Linked DNA regions of Mus musculus: all the other regions are linked to region 3. A link is a contact called in public Hi-C and HiChIP or PLAC-seq data. All regions are on one chromosome and are shown on one strand. The core of a region is the stretch at or near the end of the contact, and the rest is flanking DNA. Distances in the headings are between cores, read along the strand shown. Region 1 overlaps Fbxl13 (F-box and leucine-rich repeat protein 13). Region 2 overlaps Rsbn1l (round spermatid basic protein 1-like). Region 3 overlaps Gsap (gamma-secretase activating protein).

Region 1 (2,935 bases), core at 27-2,526, 330 kb after region 3:
AGCCTGACTGACCCATAGTGATGACACCTCGGTATCTGGTAGATGGGGGTGGGGAAATCAACCTCTCTGCATCTCTCAGCTCTTCTGGAAAAGGCCCTGGCTGGCATGATATGGGAAGCTCACAGTAAGAGGTGAGACAGGGGCTGGAGAGATGGCTCAATGGTTAAGAGCATGGACTGCTCTTCCAGAGGTCCTGAGTTCAATTCCCATCACCCACATGGTAGCTCACAACCATCTGTAATAGGATCTGATGCCCTCTTCTGGTGTGTCTGAGGACAGCTACAGTGTACTAATGTATATTAAGTAAATAATTCCTTTTTTAAAGGATTTATTTATTTATTATATATAAGTTTCTGGGATATGAACTCAGGACCTCTGGAACAGCAGTCAATGCTCTTAACCGCTGAGCCATCTCTCCAGCCCCAAATAAATAATTCTTAAAAAAAAAAAAAAAAAAGAGGTGAGACAGTTCACCCTTGAAGAGTATTTTACTGTCGACAAACCCCCAGGATCAGATCTGTACCTGGGTAACTGATCTGGTCCAAAAGGACAACAAACTGGATTAGCTTGTACATTATCTGCCATCATATCACTTGAAGAGGCAGGGAGATTGTGAGTTTCAGGACCTCTAGTGTTTATTGAGACTTTCTTTCAATAATAAGTGGATAAATAAATAAATAAACAAGCAAACCTGTTTTCTTCCACAAAATTCACATAGCTACCCCGTAGGAAGATCCTGGGTAACTTATATCTCTGGGTCATCAAAGTTAGAGTCCCTAGAGCTCACCCAGCCCTTGGAAAGGAATATTGCAAGAGGCCCTGATTCTCTCTTTTCTTTTCAGGGATCCTGACATTTCAGGAGAGGTGTCCTGATAATCCAGGCTAACTGTCCCATCTCAAGACCCTTAATCACATCTGAAAAAAGGATTGTGCCATGTAAGGTGGCACATTCAAAGGTTCTCAAGATTAGGACAGAGACACACTTGGGAGGTTCTGTATTGTCCTGTGGAATAGCAAACACTAATTCAAGAAAGCAGGGAAGAAAAGGCCATCAGGAGACTTTAATTCCACGTGCTATGCTTGCTGGACTATGCCAGGGGTCAGCACACTGCTGTTCATTAGATTTCCTTGCATGTCTGAAGGAGCTTACAGTCTCACTTTTGAATAAAAGTCTTAGGAATACTTTCAACTAAGGAGGTGAAAGGTTAGTCCTCAGACCCCATGTGAGGAAACACCTTGACAGGAACTGGAGGTGATTGAAGAATCAGAGCAACAGTCCGTGTCTGTGAACTGGAAGGTGCAGTAACAGTAAGAGGAACTAAACCAGGTTTTTACAACTGCTGGTGATGTAAACACTAAATGCACACAATTGAGACCTTATAAGACAATCCTACCAAAGACACTATGAACAGTAAAAATGCCAAGGTGTCAATTCTACCTAAAGTCTACAGACTCAATCGAATCTGTCAAATTTCCAAAGGCTTCTTGTGTAAAAATGGAAGCCAGTCTTCAAGTTCACATGTAAATGCAAGAGATCTCAAAACAACTTTTAAAAACAACAGCTGGAGAGGTCACATTTCCTGACTTCATACTTAACTACAAAGCTGCAAAAATCAAAACACTAAGTCCCAGAACAGGCATACAGCACATGGGATGGAGAATCCAGAAACAGATACATCCTTCTATGGCTAGACCAAACTATCCTACTGAGGAAAAACAGTTTCTCACTATGCTGGACACTGAAATAGAAAAAAATGGATATGGGACACTCTTCTATACCTACTTCCATAAAAAAATAAAAATAAAAAATTTTTTTTAAAAAACTTACCCCAAATGGATCAAAGACCTAAACAGAAGAACTAAAGCTATAAAATTCTTAGGAGAAAATATAAAGTAAGTCCTATAATATCCAAAGCAAAAGCAACACAGGAAAAGATAAATCAGATTTCATCAAGATGTAAAACTTTCATACATCTAAATATGGAAATAAAGGTAAAACCTTCACATTTTGCTTATGTATTGCCATTGTGTCATTGGGAAGGCCATGTATACCTTTGTGTGTGTGTGTGTGTGTGTGTGTGTGTGTGTGTGTGTGTGTGTGTGGTCTTGCCCAGGTAGGCACATTTAGAGGCAATAGATTGATATTAGGATGTCTTCCTTGACTGCTTCCCCACATTTATTTACTTATTTGCTTGCTTGCTTACTTACTTGCTTGCTTGCTTACGACAGAGTTTTTCAATGAACTTCAAAGACTCCTTTTTGTCTAGACTGCCCAGCCAACTTGTCCCCAGGGTCTGCCCATCTTTGCCCCCAGCACTGGGGTTGCAAATGCACACTACACACAGCTTGCTGGGTTGGTGCTGAGGATCTAAATTCCAGTCTTCACACATGCACACCAAGCTCTTTACCCACTGGGATTCCTTCTCTAGTCTCATTACTATCTGATTTTTATTAGCAAACTTGAAAAGTTTATTTTACCCACATTTTAGGATTAAATCATCCCCAACTATAAGTTCTAATAGGATATTAATTATAGCAACAATAACAGCAAAACACAAATCTAACTGGATCCTATGCATCATTTGGATGTGAAATTCGTGCATGAATGGATTTGGATTTTCACATAACTGCTGTGCTTTGCATGGTTGCTTACCTAGTAACGAAAACTGTATAACGCCTTTCCCAGTGCGTGTGCATTGACACTTGTCCCAGTGTCCAGTGCATTACTCACTCATTAGCTCATGTAACATTTACCTCTTAGGTGACTATTTTACAATGTCACACCTCATGAATTCCGTACAGAGTTGCCCAGAGATACCTGAAAAGAAGTGGGGGAGGGTCCACATTGGAATATGGAATAAGCTATTTCAGACTTTACTACTCATTACCACAAACCTCTACTTTTTCCTAAGGAATGGGGCCATCATTACATAAT
Region 2 (3,053 bases), core at 68-2,567, 330 kb before region 3:
ACCGAAGCTGTCCCTTATCTCCACACAGAAACCACAGCATGTGCATGCCTGCACTCACACTAGCAAAAACAATAAAATATGGTGGCTCCCAAAGCATGACACCCAGAAGGACATCTGGCCTCCCCATGCATGCACACAAAACAAACAACAAAAACTGTCTAGAACAGATAGAAACTAGATAAAATATTCCTGAAATAGTACATGAAAACAGAGAGACTATCATATGTATATGTATGCATATATGAATACACACCTATCTATCTATCTATCTATCTATATTTTTTCACATGCACACACATTCAAATATCCATCCACATAATCAGATATTTAAACAAGGGAACTTTATATATATATGTGTAAATATATATGTAATATAATTACATATACATATAATATTGTATATTATACTGATAGGTAATATGTAATATGTATATTATATCATGTATATCTTTTAAAAGTGTTGATTTCCAAGTTGTTCTTTGCTAAACAGTGGAGTGATCAGTCACTCAAGAACTAGAACAATGAACTCTGCTCAAGAAAATACAGTAGTAAACAAAAAGTAAAGTAAGGCAGGGCAAGGGGTGGGGGCTCACACCTCTAATCCCAGCACTTGGGAGGCAGGCAGATAGATCTCTGAGAGTACAAGACCAGCCTGGTCTACAAAGCGAGTTCCAGGACAGTTAGGGTTGCAGGAGAAATTCTGTCTCAAAACAAAAAACAAAAACAAAACCCAAAAATGAAAAATAAAGTAAATAAAAGTAGAGGACATGCGCACCCGCCTTAGAAGGCGGCCAGTCTACATTAAGTACAAACAGGATGACAACAAAACAGGACTCCCAAGAACAGTACTCAGGACCAACCCAGCCCTATAGAAGAGCATCTCTGAGCCTGGAGGTGCTGGCGCACGCCTTTAATCCCAGAACTTGGGAGGAAGAGGCAGGTGGATTTCTGAGTTCGAGGCCAGCCTGGTCTACAGAGTGAGTTCCAGGACAGCCAGGGCTACACAGAGAAACCCTGTCTCAGAAAAAACAAAACCAAAAAACAAAAAAGAAGGGCATCTCTGATCTGGATAAGTTACATCTGCAAACACATTATAAAAATTACAAACACTGGTTATTTGACTAAGATATGGGAAATGAGAGAAATAAGCTGAATTAGGGGTTGGGGACATAGCTCAACTGATAAAGCACTTCCCCAAAATGCACACAGCCCTGCATCAACCCCCAGCACAGGTAAACCACATGTGGTGGCTCACATCTGTAATCCCGACACTGAGGAGAGAGGCGGAGACAGGAAGATCACTCTATCCCATGACCCACACATTTAGAAAAAAGGAAGTTCTTTTAACAGCTTCACTAGTTGCTTGCTGGGGAAACAACTCAACAATAAAAGAACTTACTGCTTTTTCAAAGGACCAAAGCTCAAATTCCCAGTACCCACATGGTAGTTCACAGCAATCTCTAACTCCAGTTCGGAGAATCCCACAAGAATGCACGTGGTATACATATGTACATGCAGGGAGAATATTTATACACATAAAGTAAAATATATAGATCTGAAAGAAAAAACTAAAAGGCTCATTAGAATTTTATTTGAGCATCATAAAATTTCAAACTGAGCCCGGCAGTGGTGTTACACGCTTTTAATCCCAACACTTGGGAGGCAGAGGCAGGTGGATTTCTGAGTTTGAAGCCAACCTGGTCTATAGAGTGAGTTCCAGGACAGCCAGGGCTACACAGAGAAACCCGGTCTCGGAGGAAGGAAAAAAAAAAAAAATCAAACTGGAAGCTCTTATGAAATACAGAAAAATCCATTCTAAAGCTTTCAGCTATTATATATTTTGAAGCAAAAATTCAAATAGGATTCATATTATCAATTCTAACTATCCTGACTGAGCCTTAAGTCAAGACCCTCATAATGAAGTTCATGAAATCAACTGATCTGAGCAACCACACTGAAATCTCCCTGTTCCTCCCACATCCAGCTAAGAATAATACATTGTTGGAAATAGATCAGCGAGCAAGCCAGAAAAAGAAGAAAAAATGAAGAAGCAGAATGGACAGTGGATGTGCAAAATGAAATGAAGTAGAAGACAAGGGGACTGGAGAGATGGCTCAGTGGTTAAGAGCACCAACTACTCTTCTGTAGGTCCTGAGTTCAAATCCCAGCAACCACATGGTGGCTCACAACCATTCATTAACAAGATCTGATGCCCTCTTCTGGAGTGTCTGAAGACAGCTACAGTGTACTTACATGTAATAAATGAATAAATCTTAAAAAAAAAAACTTTATAAAAAAAAGAAAGTCAACACATTTATTAAAAAAAATAAGTAGAAGAGAAAGGAGATGAAGGCAACTGAGAAAAGAAAAGAACTCTATGAGCAGGGACGAGGGCAGAGAGGATTTCACACAGCCTCTCCCTGGCACACAGCTAAGAAAAGTTACCAACCCCAGCAAGTCACCCCTTCCCTCTTCAGGGGATAAACACTGGCCTCTCCATCAAATTCTCTCATCGTATTTCAGTGATATTGTAATATACCTACCTAATTCTCACACTCCTGTCATCTAAACCCGAACTTCCCTCTAGAGTCTGTCTTAAGTATCTTTCCTATACTCCTGCAACTTACATGATTAAGTAAGTGACTCTCCAGATATGCCTAGCCAGTCTCTGCCAAACTCCACACCTTCATTCCTTAAGAAATTCTTACAATTTGTCATGGTTCATTGCCTTTCCTGAGGAAGGGTGTGAAGAAGAACAAGGACAACAAGTGCATGTGACATGAAGGCAGAGATAGTTAGTGTAGCAGGAGGAGGCATCAAAAGGGGAGAATAAACCAAATCGGATATATGAAAATATCCTAACAAAAGCCATTGGTCTGCTTAGTAATTTTTAAAAAGCTGAAACTATGAGTGTCTCAATGGGGCAACACATTAATTAAACCTCATCATGGCTCTCTATTGCTTAAAATAAATTGAGCAAATGCAACTTGCTTCTGTCTACCTAAATAAAGAAAATGCCATTGGTGTTAGCTCACTTCGGAGATTGATGAAGG
Region 3 (3,145 bases), core at 572-3,071:
AGCGATAGGGATAATCACATGCTATATTATGCTAATGAATGTTCCTTCTCACTGGTACTCTCAACAACCCACCTAGGGTTTCTTTTCTTTGTTCTGTTTTGATGCCGGGTTTGAACTTGGGTCCTTGACAGGCCCCTGATTTGCTGGGTTTCTGGCATCTATTGCCACCATGACTGGTCAAAAGAAAGTTAACCCACAGTTCTGTAGTGTCTGTCCACTTTCTGTGCCTCTGTCATAGCTATGTACATTTGATTTAGTAGTTATGGTACTCTAGAAACTTTTGATCAAATATAAACTTCTCAACACGTTTCGTGTTGTTACATGAAGTAATGAACTGTAATGATTCTCCTGAATTGGCATGTCATTTATTTGATCAATCTTCTGGTTTTGAGCAGAAGACATTATACAAACATTTTCTGGGAAAATAACTTGGTAGTAAGGTGGTTGCCTCACATATGTGAGATCACAGGTGGAATCCCTAGAAATACACTTTTTTCTTTTATCCAGTAAAGATAATATTTCATTTTTGTATATTCTTATACATATAGTTTTTCTATTGGTTTATCCCTCTAAGGTTCAAGGTTGAGTATGTCTTATGGTAAAACACTATGACTTTTTTATAGCTTTGATTTCTTCTTCGAAACTAATATTCAATAAAAGTTGTGGTAATCTACATGGTCAAAAAGATATAGGGGGCTGAAGAAATGACTCTGGGGTCAAGAGCACTGCTGCTTTTCCGAAGGACCCAGTTTAGTCCCCAGGTCCCATACCACATGGCTCACAGTGACCTTTGACTCCATTCCAGGGGATCCCACACCCTCTTCTGGCCCCCATTAGCACCCACATATGTGTGCCGTGCACACAGAGAGATGCACATACATATACATAAATCTAAGAACAAAAGAATTTAGGTAGGAGTTTATTGCAACCTTATCAACATTGTGTGTTTTCATTTTAAAAGTAGAAGGGTAACAAGAAAGTTCTTTTTGTCTTTTGTCCTAATTGGCTTACTTACTGACCATTAGTAAGTGTACTCTGACTACACCTCCTCTCTCCTGGCCAAGTCAAGGAAGGGAGGACAATGTGAGATGGAACAGCCCCTCCCGATGTGACATGTGCTCAGTCTAGGGTTGGAGTCCAGGTGTGTCCCCTCAGATTCAGATGTTGAAGTCCTGATCCCTGGTGTGATGGCTTTAGGAGGGGACAACTACGGCCTTATGATTTGGATTGGTCATTATTGTTTTTTTAAAATAATGAAACCAAGCTCAATGCTTCCTACCTTATGATGTCACAAGGAAGACAGGACGGTGTCCCAGTTTCAAGAACTGGAGAACAAATGTTCGTCATTTACAAGCCATTAGTTGATGGTGCCTCATAGGAGCTGACTTGGGGACATGTTGGGGCAAGTACACCTGCTTAAGGCAAAAAGCTTCCTCTCTTTGTAAATGGCTTACCAAATAATCTTAAAAATAATATAAAAAGCATGTCTTGGGGAGGGAGCTAGAGAGATGGCTCAGTGGTTAAAAGAGTTGCTGTTTTTTTCCGAGGACCTGGGTTCAGTCCCGGTACTTACATGGTGTTTCGCAACTGTCTGTAGCTCCAGTTCTAAGGACCTGCCACCATCTTCTGGTCTCTCCAGGTAGCAGGCACGCATGCGGTACACATACACCTATATACCTGCAGGCAAACATGCAGATACGTTTTTTAAAAATGTTTAAAAGCTCTATTTGTTTTTTTTAAAAATTGCCATACGGGACAAGGACGATGCTGTAAAGAAATGTTGTCAAGACTGACCTTCCTCAGGAGGGCTTTGATCCTTAGTAAGCTATCGGCTGCCCAGGGGAAGCAGCAACTTGCGTAAAAGGCTAAAAATAGCTCCTAATTTTATAGTGAGAAGAGAAATCACGAAAACTATTTAACCACAGGAAACCAAAGAGGGAAACTATAGCTTACTCAAATATATGGGTAAAGAAGAGAGTCTGCTTCAAGTAGAGGACTGGGCAGTTTTACCAAAGTAGTTCTGTCTCTCTCTCTTTCTCTCTCTCTATGTCTCTCTATCTCTGTCTCTCTGTCTCTGTTTCTCTGTCTCTCTCTTTTTCCTCCCTCCCTCCCTCCCTCTCTTCCCCACTTCCTCTGTCTCTCCTTCCTCAGCCTCCCAAGGGCTGAGATTCCAAGTGTGCACCACATGCCTGGCTCAAAATCAGATGTTGTTAATTTATTTAATCACGTGTTCAGAGATTCCTGAGTAGCTGACCTGGAGACTGGGAAGGCCAGGAAGACGTGACTCCCTCCTGCTTAGGGCATGAGCTGTGACTCCTGCAGTCTTTCAGGTACAGGGCTACTGAGCAGCTGGGAAGAGGTTGTTTGCCACCTCCTGAGCATCTGGTGGAGGGTGCCACCTGGGCTCTTTATCCAGACTTTGCTTGTACCTCTTCATTCAACATGTTTGGAAGCTGCTTTAACTAGACAGGGCAAGAAGCACAGAAGGCACTAATTCCACCGTGCAGACAGATACCATTGTTTGCTGGCAATCTGAAATACTGGCACATCCACAATGTAACAGCTCGCTGCTCTGAGCCTTTAGAGCTGTTGCTCTGGGGAAAAGGAAGCCCTGTTCCAAGCTGGTTCTGGGGGTGGGGGTGGGGTTAGGATTTTCTAAAGTTTGGATTGCATCTGTGTCCTGGGAGAGTGAATTAGTTACAGTGAGAGTTCCATTAATGTCGTGAACATAATTTTATGATACCACGAAGCAGCATGATTTATCATTCATAGAGCCTCGGAGCAGTGAGCTAATTCCTGCCATTTTTTGTAGAGGGTGGATAGCCAGACTCCCTACCTACTAGCTATAAAGCTGAGAACCAGACCCAGCTAGAAAATTATTTCTATTCCTTTCTTATCAGTCACTCTGAGCTTCAAGAAAGCTAAATGTGAGTTAGACGGCCATAATTATAGATTACATTTAAAATTGTCCAGCCTATAAAAAAACCAAAACAGAATGGCTGATAAAACTCCCTAGTTGGGTCAGGGAAGTGGACTTTTTGCCGGATCCTGGAGCAGGAGGAAGCTTAGCTATATCCTGAGACTTGAATGAGATAGCTGTGTGCTTGCAGCTCTCTTAGTGTTCAGCCTCGGGAATTTCAGTTGT

Evidence for each region. A called contact is a pair of places that touch in the nucleus more often than the background predicts. HiChIP or PLAC-seq counts read pairs in DNA pulled down with a chosen protein or histone mark.
Region 1: a contact with region 3 is called in a Hi-C map of embryonic stem cells, with 4 times the contacts expected there. The contact joins two enhancer-like sites. A contact is called at or near these places in 3 of 39 promoter capture datasets (the C10 cell line, embryonic stem cells and pre-B cells), 8 of 15 datasets of contacts at CTCF or cohesin (CD8 T cells, the NIH/3T3 cell line, embryonic stem cells and 3 more), 177 of 484 Hi-C or Micro-C datasets (the 63-12 cell line, the AML12 cell line, the AtT-20 cell line and 91 more), 16 of 115 datasets of contacts at active chromatin or transcription factors (the HPC-7 cell line, the NIH/3T3 cell line, T-cell acute lymphoblastic leukemia and 8 more) and 3 of 9 other capture datasets (adipose tissue, embryonic stem cells and liver).
Region 2: an H3K27ac HiChIP or PLAC-seq map of large pre-B cells shows a contact between it and region 3, with 3 times the contacts expected there. The contact joins two enhancer-like sites. A contact is called at or near these places in 1 of 15 datasets of contacts at CTCF or cohesin (the NIH/3T3 cell line), 5 of 484 Hi-C or Micro-C datasets (CD8 central memory T cells, adipose-derived mesenchymal stem cells, embryonic fibroblasts and 1 more), 4 of 115 datasets of contacts at active chromatin or transcription factors (CD8 T cells, effector CD8 T cells, large pre-B cells and 1 more) and 1 of 9 other capture datasets (liver).

The regions. Positions count from the first base shown.
Region 1 is chr5:21,589,330-21,592,264 of GRCm38.p6, forward strand. All of the region lies in intron 7 of Fbxl13 (F-box and leucine-rich repeat protein 13), which reads right to left. Among named protein-coding and RNA genes, the nearest start is that of Lrrc17, 47 kb to the left of the region's middle. Within about 2 kb of position 1,277, at least 3 of the 459 cell types and tissues checked have an H3K27ac peak or open chromatin away from gene starts, as enhancers often do.
Region 2 is chr5:20,931,509-20,934,561 of GRCm38.p6, forward strand. The region is part of intron 1 of Rsbn1l (round spermatid basic protein 1-like); the gene reads right to left. Among named protein-coding and RNA genes, the nearest start is that of A630072M18Rik, 18 kb to the right of the region's middle. Within about 2 kb of position 1,318, at least 97 of the 459 cell types and tissues checked have an H3K27ac peak or open chromatin away from gene starts, as enhancers often do.
Region 3 is chr5:21,259,095-21,262,239 of GRCm38.p6, forward strand. The region is part of intron 19 of Gsap (gamma-secretase activating protein); the gene reads left to right. Among named protein-coding and RNA genes, the nearest start is that of Gsap, 74 kb to the left of the region's middle. Within about 2 kb of position 1,822, at least 28 of the 459 cell types and tissues checked have an H3K27ac peak or open chromatin away from gene starts, as enhancers often do.